Linked DNA regions of Gossypium hirsutum: region 1 is linked to region 2. Evidence: chromatin contacts called from public Hi-C data. All regions are on one chromosome and are shown on one strand. The core of a region is the stretch at or near the end of the contact, and the rest is flanking DNA. Distances in the headings are between cores, read along the strand shown. Region 1 holds the start of LOC107895262 (squamosa promoter-binding-like protein 3). Region 2 has its middle 21 kb from the start of LOC121213133.

Evidence for each region. Hi-C and Micro-C count contacts between places; a contact is called where the count stands out from the background.
Region 1: a Hi-C map of fibers shows a contact between it and region 2, with 1.8 times the contacts expected there. The contact joins the promoter of LOC107895262 here to the enhancer-like site in region 2. A contact is called at or near these places in 6 of 34 Hi-C or Micro-C datasets (fibers, hypocotyl, leaf and 1 more).

What each region holds. Positions count from the first base shown.
Region 1 is chrA13:97,131,763-97,135,762 of Gossypium_hirsutum_v2.1, forward strand. It overlaps LOC107895262 (squamosa promoter-binding-like protein 3), which reads left to right and starts at 2,390. Exons shown (of 2, transcript XM_016820549.2): 1 at 2,390-2,868; 2 at 3,011-3,491. The coding sequence starts at 2,567. The coding sequence ends at 3,257. LOC121212501 (a long non-coding RNA gene) reads right to left here. Exons shown (of 2, transcript XR_005907763.1): 2 at 3,815-4,000.
Region 2 is chrA13:96,979,012-96,982,733 of Gossypium_hirsutum_v2.1, forward strand. No RefSeq gene overlaps it. Among protein-coding and RNA genes, the nearest start is that of LOC121213133, 21 kb to the left of the region's middle. Within about 2 kb of position 2,245, at least 5 of the 9 cell types and tissues checked have an H3K27ac peak or open chromatin away from gene starts, as enhancers often do. A contact at or near this core is called in fibers, where this site is marked.

The sequences.
Region 1 (4,000 bases), core at 1,140-3,639, 150 kb after region 2:
TCTTTTACTGAAATAAAAGGAAATATTGCTTTCACATCTGGTAAAAAAAGAAGTAGATAAAGTAAGATAAAGGAATAAAGTGCGAAGAAAAAACTAGAGATTTATTAGTCCATTTGAAAATGGAGAAAAAAACAACATAGACTACTATGATTCAATAAATGCTTGTCCAACTCAATGTCATTAAATTATTAGTAAGTTTACTTTTTGATCATTCGACTTTAAAATTTTACAAAATAGTCACAGAACTACTTGGAAGTTTTCATTTAAGTCACTAAACTATTCGAAAACTTTTATTTAAGTCATTGGATTGTTAAGTTTTTTTTTTTAAGTCTAGCTGTGAGCTCTAAGTGACGATTCGATGATTGGTACGGTGGATCAATACCCATTGACAAGTAGAAGAACATACCTTAAATCCAAGTCAATCTGATAGTTAATGTTGAAGATTGGAGAAGAAAATTATTTGGATTTTGGTTCGTTGATTTGTGACATTCAAAGTTGTTTCAAGAAGAAAAAAAACTAAACTATAGAAAAGAAAGGGAATGAGGATTTATATTAGTGTAGGCGATGCAAATAGATAAGGCCATATAGTAGCGATTGTAACAACCCAGTGACTTAAATAAAAACTTTCAAATGGTTCAATTATCATTTTGTAACTTTTTGAAGTAGAGTGACCAAAACATAAATTTACTAATAGTTTAGTGACATTGGTGTAGTTTACCCTTTGTTACATTATGTATTTTGCTATATCATAATGATGTTTAAAATATTTTAAATTTATATAAACTATAAGTTTTTAGATACTCTTAGTAGCAAGAGTATTATGTTGTAGCGAGAGTTTAGATTCAATTACGAGTAATATCATTTCCTGCCCTCAATTATAATATATATTCAACATGGTTATTGGAATCATATAGGTTAGTCTAAATGGAGCCAAAATTTATTTTATGAGTTTTTAATAATTTATTCAATTAAAATAAAATTAATAAATTGACTAATCGAGTTCAATCATCAATCTAATTTTAAAATTTTAATAGTCATATCATATTTTTTTATGTCATATAATACAAATGTGTGCCGCATAGAATATTAGGTGTTTCATTTAATACATGGCTTGTGTGCCGCATATAATATTAAGTGTTTCATTTAATACATAGCTTGTGAAGGTTTTAAACTCTAATAAATATGACAAGTATTTATTTATTGATGTATTTAATTTTTATTTTTATTATTATAATTTATAACACAAGTCACACCTAAAAATGTGTCCTCATATCAATGGATCTAGTTTTGGTGCTGTACAGTGCATTACAGGACTCATTTGAATGGCACTTTTGATATGTCTCTCTCAAGGGTGTCGTAATAACAGGTGTTATAATTTTACAACCTGTAGAATTTGTTCTCAACCATTGTAACCTCAAAAACTCTTGCAAAAGGTTCTTTCTTTGCTCAAATTTGTTTCAAAAATTATAACAGTAGGGTAAGTGTTGAATCAAATTGAATTTAGTAGAAAATTTTTGAATTAATTGAGTTTATATTGTACTATTTTATTATTTTAATTCAATTTAAATTTTGTTGAAATAGAATTTAAGTCGAATTAAATTGAGTAAAATTGTTCGAGTTAAATTAAAAAATTAAAGATATCAAATTAAAATCTTGTTAATTTGTTTAGATCCCAAAATTATTATTTTAAAAATTTTTTAAATTTTAACTATCTTAATATATATTCTTTAATTTTTTAAAAGAAAATTTTATAATTTTTTAAAAATATATAATTTTTGGAATTATAAATATTTTGAATTTTAAAAATTATTTTAATTTTCTTTTGTAATGTTTGTTAAGAAAGATTAATTTGTTCATTTTCAAAATTGATAAAAACTAAAGGGATATTTATATAATCTGTTACTTGAAATATTTGAATTGTAAAATTTATCTCGACTCAAACTCAAAATTTAAATTTTTTTTATTTTTTCAAATCGAATTAAATTTTGTAATATTTTTTCGAATTAAATTTTGTACTTCTTATCTAATTTATCTTATGATAAGATAACTAGATCATACGTTAACTATTTGAAACAATTAGTCTACTTCGAGGTTTTGGCGGAGGCCTAATAGAGATAATAAATCCATTTACATAAGGGTACTGAAGCTTTCCAAATTTGTGTGAAACATGTGCCATGAGGCATCGTTGTATCGAAGGACGATGAAACCCTAAAATCACTCTATTAGATCAAATGAAATGGTAAAAATTTTGATGCTTTTCAAGCCAGATTTGGCAAAATAAATAATAATAATAATAAAGTTGATGAGATTACTTATGAAAACCAACAATATTCCCAGCTGCTTCCTTTTGAACATCCAATCATTCACTAAACAGACACACAAGCAAACATAAAAACAAGAAAAAAATGTTGTTTCATTTGTGGTCCTCAACATCTTTTTCACCCTTTTTTTTTTTTTCAAATTTTGATCTCAACATTTCATCACACCCCTCCATTATTTATATCTCCTCGACTACTGCAAATCGTAACTGCAGATTTCAGAAGAGAGAGTAAATTGCAAAGTAAATATGAATAAGGATTTCATAGCTGAAGAACTTGACAATGACATGCAAGAAGAAGAAGAAGAAGGTGTTGGGGGTGATCATGGTTTCCCAGATGATGAAAAGAAGAAGAAAGGTTATGGAAGGAGAGGAGCCGCTGGTGGCGGTGGTGGGGTGTCGCCGCCTGCTTGTCAAGTGGAAAAATGTGGGCTTGATTTATCTGATGCCAAGCGATACCACAGGCGCCATAAGGTGTGTGAGATTCATGCCAAGGCGCCATTTGTGGTTGTTGCTGGTCTCAGGCAACGCTTCTGTCAACAATGCAGCAGGTTTTGCTTTTACTTCTTTTTATCATCTTGATTTACTTTTTCTTCTTAATTTCTTGACCAACAAGTCAATCAAAATTTACCATTTCATCTATATTTTTAAACATGAAAAACATTCTATGTTTCATGATGTATACATTCACAGATTCCATGAGCTACCGGAGTTCGATGAAGCAAAACGGAGCTGTCGAAGGCGGTTGGCCGGGCATAACGAAAGGCGTCGGAAGAGCTCAGCTGAATCATCATCAGCAGCAGAAAGTTCAAATCGCAGAGGGATGATGATCAGTGCTCAACTGAAAGAGTCTCATTACCTAGCTGATGATCAAAGAGCCAGAGTCAATCCAATGGCAATCCATGGCAGTTCATCTTTTAAGCGTTCCCAAATCAGATAAGGAAGCTTAAGCGACCAAAACAATACGCTCCCTCTCTTCTGTCATCCGATGGTTCATGTCTTGTACTATTCTGTCATCCGATGGTTCATGTCTTGTACTCTGTACCACTTACTAGATTTTGATGGAGGATTTTAATAACAATGTCAGGCATCAACTCGATTATCGAGATTTCACAAAGTTTGTGTTCATGCGAACTTGCCTTGCTGTATAATGATGATAATAACCCTTTATCTATGGAGTCTTCTATTGTATTTGCATCAATGGTTATTTATATCCATAATCCCCAATTAGCTAGTTGATTAATTGCTATTATATTCATATTTTCGCCATTTAACAGGATTAAAAGCAAACATTTTTTTAAAGTGATTCTACACACTACTAATATTTTAATAAAAAATATTATATTTCACAAAATTATACTATCAAATATATCTCTTCTGAAGCAATATCTCTTATTTAGAATAGTTGTTGTTAAGAACAATTTTTGTTTGAGAATAATTATGTGTTAAGCAACACTAATATTGTTATCCAAAGTGGTTAACATTTGGCTAAGTCTGTTATCAAAGTTGTTAAGAAGAGTTATTGCTTAGCTATCTAAAAATATTATGCTCAAAATATACAGAAACAAGTTTTGAAGTCTAAATACATAATTGATTTTTCTTCATAGCAGCTTAGTCTTTGCTTCTCTTGAATCTAAGTTTACCTAAGTTTCTTCATGGTATCAGCCGCTGGGTGATCCTCAG
Region 2 (3,722 bases), core at 995-3,494:
CGTATACTTGTGGACACCATCTCAATTCTTTATCTTTTATTACAGTATTCATACTCTAGATGTTAGTACGTTCGGAAGCGATCACCGCCCTTAATATAACCACATGTCATAACCACAACATGACATATGGCAAAAAAAGATAAAACAAATAAAAATTATAAAAATTATTAAATTTTAATAAAAATCGTATAAATTATTAAAAATTGTAAAAATTATAAAAAAATTGATAAAATATATAGAAATATAGAAAAAATTATAAAATCGTATTATAAAAAATGTAAGGAAATATAAATTTTGAAAAAAATTTAAAAAATTATCATACCAAATTTTTTTTTATAATTTTTTCCATAACTTTGATGGTCAAATGTTAAAATTAACAGTTTCAATGGTGGATCTAGAAATATGACTTAAAGAGGTAGGGGAGAAGTCAGATTTTTTTTTGGGGGGGAGGTGGAATTAAATTATATATTTTATGATAGTAAAAATGCAATTTCGTCATTTTAATACTCTATAACTTTATAATTTTTAGAGGACTAAATCAAAATTTTCTCATTTTAAGGGTCTAAAGTATAATTTTACCATTACTAATTTAAAATTTTATAAATTATAAAGGGCCTAAATGAAAAATTTTCTATTTTAGGGGGTAGGGCCCTTGCTTGTCCCTCTAGATCCGCCCTTAGCCTTTTTTTTATATACATTTTAACAATTCAAGTACCCAATTAAGTAAAAAAAAAATCTTAAATACCTCTTTATTTTTATTTTGCATTTCAGTTTCAACATTCTTCAATTTTAATTTGTTCCTTATCATTGTTTTGTAGATAGTTTAGACGCATAGTTTCATACATTTTAAAATAAACAATGTTTTAAAAATATTCATTGTTTTGAATATACAGTACTTAAATACAATATTGTAATCAAATTATTGCAAAATTAATTATTAATAGTATACATTCTGTTAATATTTAATATAGTTTATGAACATATTTAAAATCTTCTTTTTTTAAGTCACATATTTATAATATTTTATTTCTACTTTTAATATACTGTTAATTGTTAACTATGACCTACATTATAATTTAAAAGTAGAAATTTTATACGTAAGCTATAGAATTTAAATATAAAACTTTAGTAATATTTTTTTCTCTGTCTTTTGACACGCTCTTCTCTCTGTCTTTTAACAGGCTTTTCTGCTTGTTAGCACGTCTTTTTTTTTCTTATCTTGCTTTTTTCTTCTTTTTCTAGTTTTTATGATCACATTTTCTTCAATAGTCTTAGAAAATGGAGGATTCAATAGCAAGCTTATCTTTAGAAGATGCAGAGGAAGAATTTATTTAGCTAGGGTTGAAGTAGGGACGAAGTCGGGGGGCTGGCATGGGCCCCGCCCCTCCTAAATTGTAAATTTGTTTTTTTGACTCTTAAAATTTTTTAAAAATTTTAAATTAGTAAAGGTAAACTTGCACTTTGCCCCCCCTAAAATTATAAAAATTTGAATTAATCATTTACAAATTATAAAGATATAAACTATAAAAAATTAAAATTTTACCCGGCTCTCCCTAAATATTTATTCTGGCTTCGCCTCTGGGTTGAAGCTGCGAATAATGTCACATCCTATGCGCACTGTTTGGTGGGAACTTTCCTCACTTCAAGTGTAGTGCATTTCCAAGCAATGAGGTTGACTCTGGCAAATGTCTGGCATCCTGTTGGTGGAGTATCCATCTCAGATCTGGAAAAAGGGAGATTCCTGTTCTGATTTTATTTCCAAGTAAATGTGGTTCGAGTTATGAAGAATGGATTGTGGAATTTTAATTCCCATCTGCTAATATTGCACCAATTGGAGAAAGGGGAAAATCCTCTGTTCATTTATCGTCGGTTGATTTTTGGGTTCTTATAAATGACCTTCCTCATGGTTTTATGTCAAAAACAATTGCAAGACAGTTGGGGAATTTTATTGGGGTCTTTTTGGAGTATGACACCTTGGCTGTCCAAATTGAATACAAAGGAAAAATGCAAGTACGAGTTCGAGTTGATGTTAGCCAGCCATTGAAGAGAAAGAAGAGACTTACACTTCCTAATGTTACATCGATTTATGTCAATTTTGCTTATGAAAAATTAACTTTTTTTTTCTTTCTATATGGCAAATTAGGATATGGCGAAAGCTACTGCCCGATTCAATCCCTTAATCCCCAACAGGAGTTTATTTTTCAGCGGGATATATCCCTTCAAGCACAGACAAGAAGGAGAGTGGCGTGGAAGAGCAGGTGGTTGGTGGAGGACAACGGTGGAAAAAATTCTAGTTATGGAAATCCCAAAGATAGGCATGAGATGAGGAATATAAGGGAATTTCGATCTGGATGTTGTCAGTATTCTGTCTACCTGTAACAAAAGCGCCTTGATTCTCATCAATACAAAAGTCTTAACACCCTTATGAACCTATTTACCAACACTTTGGAGATTATTTTATAAATCACATTGCAGAGGCTTATTGGACGAAACTAGCCCATATTGTTTGTTGAATTAATTTTGAGTATTAACACAATATCGGTGCCATTGATATCTTTTAAGTCCCTCTTTCCTTTTAGTGCATCAAGGCAGTATCAAGTAACATCGTCTCCTATTACGTGCCAATACTTTAGATAAAATAAAGTTGAAAAGCCATCATTTCCTAAAGCTTTTAATAGCGCCATTGGTTTAACTGCTTCAACGACTCCTTCTTTTTGAAAATCAGGCGTTAACTCCTCATTTTTCCTACAGTATTTGACGTGAAAAATCTTGAAAGTAGTAGGAGGAAATTTCAATAAGTTCATTACCTCATTCAACCCATCTTTCATTACCGTCGTTTAAACCGCAAATTGTATTCATCCTCTTTTAACTACATGCAGCCTTATGAAAAAAAGAAATATTCTGATCCCCCAGCTTAAGCCAGTTCGCCCTTACTCTCTATTCCCAAAAAATCTCTTCTTTATCTGCTTCCAAGTTTAGTGCCAGTTTTATGTCGGTTATTTCTACTAAAACGTCATCATTAGCTTCCTCTTTCGATAATTATTTTAGTTTAGAGTGTAGGCTTTGCTTTCTACCTTCTCTCACTGAATTTTTCATGCTAGCCCACCTACTTAGCTTTGATCCAAACATTATTAATTTTTCTGGAACATTTCCCCTACTCGACCCCCAACTTTCTAGTACTTGTTCATCAAAGTTCTCCTCCAGTACCAATCTGCGTTGAAACGAAAGCAAAACAGTCTTGCCAATGTTCTACCTCCAGTTCTTCCAACCGTATTTAGCATAATCGGGTAGTGATCTGACATGCTATGTTTTAGATGTTCAAAAGAATTTAAAACTCCTCTATCAAGTCTTTCCCTTATATTATTACCTGGTAACCTCCTCATTTCTCATGTAAACCATTGTCCCGAAAACCATAAATCACTTAAGTCACAATCCCTTAACTCATCTCAAAAAGCACTTATTTTCCTCTCTTCTCATATACACCCTCTTTTCTTTTCAAAAGAAAACATTACATTGAAATCCCCCATCACTACCCATGGTAGGTTACACTCTTTTTCTAACCATCGTAAGAGGTTCCAATAATCCTTCCTTAATCCCTCTATTAGTGCTCCATAAAATCTAGTAAAGCTCTAAATAATTACTTCATTCTGTTCTTTAATCATCACATCAATATGAGAATTAGAAAAACTTTATAGCCCCTTCTTCCAACCTAAAGACAAGCC